2 separate regions of the Ovis aries genome follow, and region 2 is linked to region 1. A link is a contact called in public Hi-C data. All regions are on one chromosome and are shown on one strand. The core of a region is the stretch at or near the end of the contact, and the rest is flanking DNA. Distances in the headings are between cores, read along the strand shown. Region 1 overlaps ARNT2 (aryl hydrocarbon receptor nuclear translocator 2). Region 2 overlaps ARNT2 (aryl hydrocarbon receptor nuclear translocator 2).

Region 1 (5,392 bases), core at 1,440-3,939:
ACAAATATCAGTCATAACTTTTCTATGTTTGTTTGGAGAGACCCAGTAAAGTGGGAATCTGAGTATATCTTGGGTGAGTTTCCATAAGCAGACGGCCATTCTGACTAGCTCAGGCACTAAACAACTGTATCTCCTCCCACATCCATTTACCTGGACCCAGAGTTTATAGGGTAATGGCCTTAAATGCCTTTTCACTTAGACTCATCGAGGCCAGCCAAGTCGTCACATGGCACAACCAGCAGTATGTCTTCTTTGCCTCTAAAGCTTCTTGTTTCCAAGCTCCCTGGAGCTCTCTCCATCTGTTAATATACCACTAGATAGTCAAAGGAGGAAGTCCAGTGTCGATGCACGACGTGGAGGGGTGCAGGTGTCCCCAGAGATGGTGGGGGATAAGGGGTGCTGACTTCTCCAGCGCGGCAGCCTGTAAAGGGTTCTTGAAGGGTCGAGTCAGTATTTCAGCACTGTGCAGAAGCCCTCAACCATGTGATTAATGACGCTGGTACCGTAGACCTTTCATTTTGCCTTTTCTTGTCCCAAACCTATTTGAGGACTGTGTAGAGATACTGTTTATTGCACTGTCAAGGGCTGGGATTGTTGGAGAGCAGTCTGACCAAATCAACCCCAGTCTGAGGCAACAGCTCATATGTCCAGTTAAATGTTCTACTTCTAATGAACGCTCACTTGTGAACTTGACTTTTCCAGAATGGACTTTGATGATGAAGATGGCGAAGGTCCCAGCAAGTTTTCAAGGTGAGTTTCCTTTATGTTCCCTAGATTTAAAGAAGCCCAAACAACCAGTTATCACCTTATTGAAATGTATAGGGGTTTGAATGTCTTTTGTCATTGGAAAAAACCATTGTCTGTTACATGGCATGGGAGGGAAGTTTGGGGGGAGAATGGATATGTGTATATGTATGGCTGAGTCCCTTCTCTGTGCACCCAAAACTCCCATTGTTAAATGGCTGTACTCCAATACAAAATAATTTTTAAAACTTTAAAAAAATAAGAAAAAAGCCATTGCCTGTAGCTTGACGGCCTTGTCCTTCATTCTATGCTTGGCTCAGGGACAGGTAACTCTTAGCAAAACCTGCCATATCCCAGCCTAGATTTTCAAAAGTTAAGTATTAACAAGTGATTGACTCTGTTAGCTTTTTAAATTAAACAGACTGCCAGTTTTAATGGATCCCTTTTTAAAAGACAGGCCTAGAGTTCAAGTTTAGAAAAACAATCAAGATAAAGCCTCTTTTTCTACCATGGGAAATAAAGAGAAATATGAGAAACCTGGGTGGCCCTGTTCTAGATGCAGAAAACTGGACCTTAAGTTCCTAGGAGCTACGTCACTCGCTGGCCACGTGACAGCATCTCCATCTAGGCTCTGCAGGGCTGTCTGGAGTGCAGACTGCCTTCCAGAAGGATGCTAGCCCGTGGGTGCCGTGATGGTAGGTGCATCACTTACATGAAGGGTGAGGCGTGCCCTGTCCCGAGGCTCTTTATTATTATTATTATTATCTTGTTTTAAGTTACGGGAGAAAGTTTGGCAATGTTGAGAAAAAGAGCAAAGATCATTCCATCAATCTTAGCAAACTTCCCATCTACTTCTGTTTACTTATGAAAGAACCTGCCTTGACATTCCTCTCCCCACCACCCCCCGACCCCCACCACTGCCCAAGAATTCCTAATTCTTGGTTGCTAATGAAATTGCAAACCTACCCCGGGTGATGGGTACCTTTCTCTGGTATGCACAGCCCACAGTTTGAACTGACAGCCTCAGTTATTTTATAAAAGTTTTTGAGGACTTCCCTGGTGGTCCAGAGGCTAAAACTTCACCTTCCAATGCAGGGGTGTGGGTTCGATCCCTGTTCAGGGAGCTAAGATCCCGCATGCCTCATGGTCAAAAAACCAAAACATAAAACAGAAGCAGGATTAGCATTATTGTAACAAATTCAATAAAGCCTTTAAAAATGGCCCACATTAAAAAAAAAAACAACCTTAAAAAAATTGTTTAGAAGAATGATGTCTGTATTGAACCTTGTACCCATGGCCTCCCCGTTTGCTCCTTCTCATGGAAGTCACTTTTGGTTGGGTTCCTTTTACCTGTATTATAGGTGTGAATTGAGCATCCTTTCCCCAAACCCAAGAGGAACAGGCACCTAGTTCCTATTCCTGGGCTTCCCTGGACTCTTCAGGTCCATGAAAGTCTCGACCTTGATTCACTTTCCTCCCTGAAAACTGAGTTCCATCCTCCACTCAGTTCCGGTGAGACAGGAGCGAGGAAGTGGAACCCTCTTTGATGTCTGATGACCCTTCTAATCAAATCAAGACACAGGTTTCAACAACAAGAGTATGTATTATTTTCCCCTGGGTGCAGACAGAACCCAAGCTTGGATGCCCACCTCTTTCGTAGGACACATATGAATAGCAGGGAGCACTGTGTTCCTGAAAGGAAGCTGGCCTGGGAAATAAGGGCACATGTCACCCCAGCTTGGTTTGTGCTAGCCTTACACAGCCTCCCTTTGTGAGGAAACAAAGCCTTGTGATTGCTCTGGATCAGTATTCCCCTGGAGATAACGTTCCATAGCGTGTTGACCTCAGGAAGCAACGGTTCCTGGGTCTCAGAACAGAAGGAGGAAGGGAGAGATGCGGAGTGACATTGGCTTGACATGGAAGATCAGTGTCAGTGCTGAAATAACAGTGCAGGGACACAGAGCACTCATTGTCCGGGGTCCCACCAGGAAGAAACAGAAATCCTAGACTCTGCTGTGAGCCTGCGCTTAAGTCAGGTTGTACATAAGTCAGGGTTCAAACCTGGACTTTTGTGAACCACATCCTTCCCCCTCCCCACTCATGAAAAATAAGAGGGAAAGATGAGGTGAGCTTACAACATATGTTGGTGCCGGTGGGAGCCTGGGGCCGCTTCAGTCTGACAGCAGAAGGGTTGATGGACCCGTCGGCTGCTGGGGACATCTGAGCTGCTCCCAGCTGGGGAGACCACTGAGTCCACCCCTGCCTTCGCTTTGCCAGCTGCGCTGGCCACCATCCAGAGGCAGGTCAGAGAGACTGCTGCAGGCTGTCTCCCTAGGCGGCAGGCATGGCATGCCTTGGGTCGGCTTCTGTTTCCTCCTCCTGTGTTCACAGTCAGCCGAGGGAGCCCTCAGGCCAGGTGTCGGAAGAGAGAGGGGCTGAGAGGCAGGCGTCTCGCCAGCAGAGTTTGCTGTCTCAGAACCCGGGCAGCATGCTGGGTCATGGTTTGTGTCACCCTGAGCTACCCTGGTGGCTCAGATGGTAAAGATACCCCCTGCAGTGCACGAGACATAGGAGACATGAGTTTGATCCCTGGGTCCAGAAGATCCCCTATAGGAGGGCATAGTAACCCACTCTAGTATTCTTGCCTGGAGAATCCCATGGACAGAGGAGCTTGGTAGGCTACAGTCTGCGGGGTCACAAAGAGTCGGACACGACTGAGTGAACCAGTAGTAGTAGATGTGTGTGCAGCCAGCTTTCCCAGCTTCTCTTGAGGGTGGTCCCAAATTCAAATGTCCCACCTGCTATCAGAGGTCGTGTCTCAATTTTGGATTTGGGGAATATGGTCACATTCACATAGGAGGTACATTGTAGCCAATTAGATTTGCTTCCTATGTTCTCACAGCAGGTCTCAGATGTTAAGCTGCTTGCAGATCACACAGATGTGCACATATGCATTTTTAAATAGATAAAAGAGGATTTATTTATATATGTGTGTGTGTGTGCTAAGTCTCTTCAGTCATGTCTGACTTTTCGACCCCACGGCTATAGCCCTTAAGGGATGGGATCCTCCAGGCAAGAGTACTGGAGTGGGTTGCCATTTCCTCCCCCAAGGGATCTTCGCAACCCGGGGACTGAACCCATGTCTCTTGTCTCTTGCATTGGCAGGTAGGTTCTTTACCACTATCGCCACCTGAGAAGCATATATATCCCCTGCCTTGATCCAAAAAATCCTGATGGTGGCTTAAAAAGGGATTGCAAAAAGTTTTTTAAAAGCTTATTTATTTTATTTGGCTGTGATTTATTTTATTTGGGGTTTCACTGCTGTGGGCAGGCTTTTCTAGTTGCAGCCAGCAGGGACTACTCTGTTGTGATGCGTGGGCTTCTCATTGTGGTGGTTTCTTTTGTTGCCACCACCATGAGAGAAGGGCTTGTGGGCTCTAGGCATGCAGGCTTCAGTAGTTGTGGCGCATGGGTTTAGCTGCTCCGAGGCACGTGGGATCTCCCCAGACCAGGGGTTGAACGGGTGTCCCTTGTGTTGGCAGGCAGATTCTTAACCACCAGGCAACCCCAAGTAACTTTCTGAAAAATGTTCAAAGTCTTAAAAAAATTACTCTTCCCCTAGAGCTAGCTGCTTCCAAACTTAATATTTTGCATGTTTTCTCTCTCTTGCTTGGTGACTATATTTGCTTCTCCTTTCTGCAGTTATCGGCTTATAGCTGATCTTTGCTGATTCGTCAACAGATGTCTTACTTTCAGCTTCACCAGTTCTGGAGGAACTGTGTAGGGGTACTCAGCTGCTGGGCACGTGTACACACCTGTGCACACGCAAGGGTGCACACACGATGCCAGGGCCAGAAATGCCCCGAGACTCGCTTCATCATGCCTGTCTCAGACTTCCCTCCCACGTGCAGTTGATGCTGCCCTGGGGGCTGTGACATGCAGGACAGGGCTCTGCTGACCAACGTGCTCCCCTCCCCACACACAAAGTCAAGGGCAACCTGAGGGGCAGAAGCCGGTCTCCAGGGGCCAAGGAGTAGACTGGGGATGAGGAACCAAAGACCAGAGGGGACAGTTTATTGAGCAGTTTGTGTCCAGTTCAGTCACTGAGTGGCGTCCAATTCTTTATGACCCCATGCACTATAGCCTGCCAGGCTTCTCTGTCCATAGGATTTCCCAGGCAAGTATACTAGAGTGGGTTGGCATTTCCTCCTCCAGAGGATCTTCCCGACCCAGGGATCGAACCTGGGTTTCCTGTGGCTCCTGCATCGGCAGGCAGATTCTTCACTGCTGAGCCACATGTATTGTGTAGTGGTCATTAGAACAGAAGAGTGGACACATGAAATAGAGACATTCTTCAATGTTGGGCTTACTTTTTCTTTAATCTTTGGCCGTGTTGGGTCTTCGCTGTGGTGCTCAGGCTTCTCTAGTCACTTGGGCTTTAGTTGCCCCCATGGCATGAGGGATCTTAGTTTCCCAACCAGGGCTCAAATCCCAGTCCCCTGCATTGGAAGGCGGATTCTCAACCACTGGACCACCAGGGAAGTCTCTAAATTTGGAGTTTATATCTTAGGAACACCCAAGTGCTCACTCCCAAACCTTTCATTTTCATTGCTATGTGCTATCACCCTGATTTTTTGCTGAGTTCCCA
Region 2 (5,392 bases), core at 827-3,326, 110 kb after region 1:
CTCCGCTAACTTGCTCGCCCAGAAGCCACCAGGGACCCCCGTCAATAACCCGTTCTCACTGGTCATTTTTCCCTGTCAAGCCATCTCCTCTCTCTTTACATCTTACCCCTTGACTGACCTGATGCTCTGATTCTTCTTACACCTCCTTCTCCTAGTCAAGACTTTCAGTGGTAAGAATAGCAGGAGTAAATCTAGTTAAGTTGTAGATCCACTAATGCAAAAAGGTAACTTTTTTTTTTTTCGCTGGGCCTGTGCCATGTGGGATCTTATTTCCCTGACCAGGGATTGAACCTGCACCCCCTTGACCACAGTGGAAGCATAGAGTCTTAACCAGTGGACCACCAGGCAAGTCCCATATCTTTATTATTTTTTAATATCTGACTCTGTCTAGTCACTGCTTGGTAAACTCGGTCCAGTGAAGGAGTTTTTGCCTCTCCCACTCTTCCCGACTTGGGCAGGAGAAGGAGCAGAGTGGTGCCTGTTAGTGCTGGGCCTGTGTCCTGCCCTGGCCTTGGAGAAAATGACGAAGCTCGAGAAACAGGAGGAAGAGTGAGATACGCAGGGTGTAGAATCTCGAAGCTCCTTCTTTGTTCAGCAGTGGGGAGTGTAGAGGTGAGACACAGGCCAGACCTGCAGGGCTTTCTAGGAGGAAGTAACAGGTGGGCTCATTGACGTGGAGCTGGGTTTGGGCAGTGGGAGCCCCAGGGTATAAGGCTGAACCGAACAAGAGAGTAGGTCTGCTCAGCATCTGTTCAAACTGCAGCTCATCTGCAGGCTCACCTCACCTGTCCCAGCCCCACCAGCTACCTGTGCCCAAAGCTATGGAGATGGGCCAGCCTACCACCATGCCAGGCCCCGGGCGGCATCCTAGAACGTCCACCGTTTTGGTGCCAGTGTATTAACCAGCTCTTAGTGATGGCTGCCTCCTCCTATGATCCCGCCCCTCCTCTCTTCTGTTCACCTGTCTGCCTTCCTCCCCACACCTGGGCTCTCTCCTGGTCCTCGCTCTGCGTGTGTGATGCCTGGTGTCCATGGCCTGATCCAGGGAACCTCGGAGGGTGTGGTGGAAGCAGCCCGCCTGTCACTGAAGCCACTTACACGCAGGCCGCGCTCAGCAGTAGAGAGCAGGGTCCCAGGCTGGGGATCTGCAGAGTCCTCTGGATTTGGGGCAGAAGAACAGACTGAAGCTCCCCTTTTGGGGGTTTTTGGTTGTCTTATATTTACGACTGTTCTTTTGTTTGTTTGGTTCTCTGCATCTTCGTTGCTCTGCACGGGCTTTCTTTAGTTGTGGTGTGCAGGCTTCTTATTGCAGTGGCTTCTCTTGGTGCAGAGCACGAGCTCCAGAACTCAAGCTTCAGTAGTTGTGGTGCACAGGCTTAGGTGCTCCGAGGCATGTGAGATCTTCCCAGACCCCTGTCCAGGGATTGAAACCGTGTCCTCTGCATTGGCAGGTGGATTCTTAACCACTGGACCACTGGGGAAGTCCTCACCATGCTTCATTCACTTCCAACATGAATGCAAGCTTCAGCACTCACAGTTGCATGCTTTGTTGTGACGCAACACAATGGATGGTCACTGAGCACCTGTGCCAGGCGTCCAGTACTCTCAGGATGCCTCTGCTCTGGTCCCTGCCACCCCAGGTGTCCATCACATGGAGAGCGTGAGAAGTGAGTGGCAGGAGGGAGGAAGCACAGGAGGGAGTAAAAGGCCACAAGGAGGGCACAGGGGAGGCAAAGAAGCAACAACTTACACCCAGGGCCTCTGAGAACGCATCCCTAGCAGGTAGTGTCACAGAGGGGCCTGGAAGGAAAGGAAAGCTCCCTCCTCCTAAAAGCAGCCACAGGCAGAGGCTCTGACCTATTTTCCTGGAAGTCAGGCATCACGGACAAAACAGAACACTGTCCCGGGGGTGTCCTTACATCTCTTCTCAGAACGATCACTACCCACAGCTCACTGAGACTGGACAGAGTGAGGAGCCCCCCCACACACACACACACACAGACTCACAGCAGAGGCTGATTTAAGGGCCTCTGGGTGAGGATGTAGCAAATGTTGCCTGTGGACAGCAGAGGGCAGTGACAGCCATCGTGTGAACAGTCCGGCTTCCAGTTTGTACCTGACTGTCCTCACCAGCAATAGGCAGACTTGTTGTGGAAAGGTTCTTTGATGCTCTCTGCCTGTGGGAGAAAGGGGGAATTGCAAACCCAGTTGCATTCTGTCCGGAGCATCCAAAAGAAACATCCCAGGGAAACAGAGTGTGAATGGTTAGCATTGGAAGCTGCTGAAAGGGAGGCCTCTTTGTCCCCTGCTTGCCTGTTTTCCTATCACATCGAGGCAGGAAAAGGGAAAGTCCAGAAAACACAGGCTCCCATTTTACATGCTGGAGGCCCAGCTTTGAAAAGTGCCCGTGTCGATGTCGGGGATGGACACCGTCAGGGAGACACACTGTAGGCTGCCGCTGAGCAGGAGTCGTTCGCACGACCCAGGCACTGTGCCTTCCTATGCGCCCCCCCTCCTTAATGGGGGATTGAAAGCATTCCTGTGCATCTGCTGGGGCTGAGCACACACCCTCCTGTGCGACCACCCCTTACAGAGTCACTGTGTGTCTACATGACCACAGCTGCATGTTGTGCTGGTGTGTATGTGTGTCCCTGAAACTCCACGGTCCCCATGTCTTCCGGGATGGCTTCCTGGTGGGCCCAGCCCACCTGGCCACTGGTTGGCAGGATGTGCGAGCAGAGAATAAAAGGAAGCAAAGAAAACCTACAGGGAAGGTGTTGTTCCTGGTCTGTGCAGAGTTTAGAGTCAGGAAGGAGCCGAAACACCTTGTCAAATCACCAAGCCCCATCTTATCTTGGGTCCACCTCTCGTCCACCTGCAGCAGACAGCTGGCAGAGAGCAGGGGCCCACAGATTCTGTCTGGGGTCCTCTCTGGCCCACTTTCTCCTCCTCTGCCTCTGCCTCCATCAAGGCTTCACCATCTCCCAGGTGACCATCCATCATCCCCACTGGCCGGTGCTCCCTGCCTTCCATCTGGCCCTGGAAGCATCTCTCTAAAACCGCACTCAGGCTGCTCCCTGTCCTGGATCATACCAGTTCCGAACCCTTTCACAGGCACCCAGAGCCCTTCACAGGGGGCATGCAGATGGTGCTCGATCCATGGGGGTGGGGGACAGGATATTATTATCCTTGCTCTGGTCAGCTGAGCTTGCCCGCCCCCTGGCCCCCGCCACCCTGATGGCTGTGAGCTGGATTCCTGTTACTCCCAGGGGTACGATAGCAGGCTGCCCCCGACTGCCCCCTTAATGGCTGGTTGCTCACTTACTCTGGCTGAGTAAAAACCTCTGTCCTGGGAGCATCAGAGATAATTGACAGCATCTGCCAGCATGCTGCACCTCCTGATGCAGAGCGGCCACTCTGACAGGAAGCCCGTGCTTGCTGTGTCTGTTTGCTGATCGTTAGCTCTGGGCCCCAGCTAATGGGTGGTGGGCGGGGGCAGCAGTCTGTGGAACGGGATCCGGTTCCCTCCCGTGTGCTATCGGGCAGCTTTCAGCCCAGCCACCGTGTTTCTCCCTCTCTGGAATTTGCAAGCACACCAGGGTTTATTTTCATTCCGTTGCCATGAAATGTCCGAGAAAGCTCCTCGGACCGCTTCTCAGGATGGGGCAGCCCGCAGGTCAGCACTTCTTCCCCACATGCTCAGCTGCGGAAGCGGAAACCAAAGGCCCAGACTGAGCATCTCATGTCCAGACCACAGGGACGGTGAGGTTGGCATCCTGGATCTTTGCCAGCCAGGCCTGAGACTTTGTTTTCTTTCTACATCCCAGAGAAAGTCACTGTCTGTGGTCTCAGAGCCCCCAGAGCTCAACAGAGCAGAGAGCAGACACCCGTTGTAACACCTCTGGCTCTGATCACGTCTGGTCATGCTTCTGTGCTAACTAAAGCCCTCGCCCTCCTCCATGCATCACAGACACACCCCAGGGCGCAGAGCTGGGCAAGTGGAAAGGGCTGGGTTTCTGCCCTGTTCACCCCACGCACCAGGCCCCCCAGCACAGCAGCACAGCTGCTCACTCATCAAGATTCTGTGCTTGGGCTGGACACCAGGGCTGCACCACGAGTTCGTAGTGGTCCTTATTTCCTGGAAAACCTCTTCTGTGTTCAAGGTTGAGCGTCTGAAAGCTTATGAAAGGAAGAAGGCGGTGGTCCATGGATTCCTGCCCTGGAGGGGAGCTCACTGCTACAAAAATTCCACAAAAATCCCAAAGCACAGAGTTGTTTTCTCCTGCCTGGTGGCTCAGGATGGTGTCTTAGGCTCACAGCTCTTGGGATGGGACATGTAGAAAGGTGGTTCCTATACACCTTTCGGATGGAGTTCAGGGGCTGATGCCAGACACACTTGGTTTTGAATCCTGGGTTTGCCGTACTGACCAGTGTCTCCCTGGGCACGTCACTGAACTCTCTGAGCCTCAATTTCTTTATCTGTAAAATCAGTCATTTCTCAGAGATGTGAAAACGTTGATGAGGTTCTGGCTCTGAGTACCACACTTGGATTTTAGAGGGCATGCCAATGAGAGATGAGGGTGCCCACAGGATATAAATCAAAGTAAAACAGCAAACCTGTCAAGTCAGAATCAGAAAATACAGAAAGTTGTCATTTTTCAATAGACGATTTTATCAATTCTTTAAAATGTTTTTGAAATGTCCTTTTTTTTTTGAAAATTATTTTTAGTGCTCCTGTTTCCTGGTGTTGCTGGGCTTAGGCTGCCTGGTGGGCAGTCACATGGTGCTGGTTTTATTGTTAAGCTTTTCTCCAGGCTCTGATGCCAAGGTTGGGAGATATACTGTGGGCTTCCGTGATGGCTCAGTGGTAAAGATTCCATCTGTCAGTGCAGGAGACACTGGTTCCATCCCTGGGTAGGGAAGATCCCCTGGAGAAGGAAATGGGAACCCACTCCAGTATTCTTGCCTGGAGAATCCCATGGACAGAGGAGCCTGGCGGGCTACAGTCCCCGGGATCACAAAGACTCAGACACGACTGAGAGACTAACACTTTCACACTTTTCACTTTCAGATAGGAAGTCCTCCCTTCTTCCTGTGTTGTGATCCCTAACTCAGCAAACTGCCATTGTTTTTGCCAACTTATCTGTCTGCCCCTGGAGGCTGTCAACTCCCCGAGGCCAGAGACCACATAGGTTCTGGGTTCTCTTTGCTCTCCAGTGCCTGGCAGACACTTGGCATAGGTAGCTCAGCACACTTCACTGAAGACATGGCTCACCTGGGCTTAGTACTTTTTCTTTCTTTTTCTTTTTTCTGGCTGCACTTGGAGGCATGTGGGATCTTACTTCTGACTCTATGCGACCCCGTAGACGGCAGCCCACCAGGCTCCCCTGTC

Evidence for each region. A called contact is a pair of places that touch in the nucleus more often than the background predicts.
Region 2: a contact with region 1 is called in a Hi-C map of hypothalamus, with 2.7 times the contacts expected there. The contact joins two enhancer-like sites. A contact is called at or near these places in 4 of 16 Hi-C or Micro-C datasets (hypothalamus, liver and tail adipose tissue).

What each region holds. Positions count from the first base shown.
Region 1 is chr18:24,113,347-24,118,738 of ARS-UI_Ramb_v3.0, forward strand. It overlaps ARNT2 (aryl hydrocarbon receptor nuclear translocator 2), which reads left to right. Exons shown (of 19, transcript NM_001308560.1): 3 at 703-750. Among named protein-coding and RNA genes, the nearest start is that of ARNT2, 47 kb to the left of the region's middle. Within about 2 kb of position 2,690, at least 8 of the 54 cell types and tissues checked have an H3K27ac peak or open chromatin away from gene starts, as enhancers often do. A contact at or near this core is called in hypothalamus, where this site is marked.
Region 2 is chr18:24,227,400-24,232,791 of ARS-UI_Ramb_v3.0, forward strand. The region is part of intron 12 of ARNT2 (aryl hydrocarbon receptor nuclear translocator 2); the gene reads left to right. Among named protein-coding and RNA genes, the nearest start is that of ABHD17C, 120 kb to the right of the region's middle. Within about 2 kb of position 2,077, at least 3 of the 54 cell types and tissues checked have an H3K27ac peak or open chromatin away from gene starts, as enhancers often do. A contact at or near this core is called in hypothalamus, where this site is marked.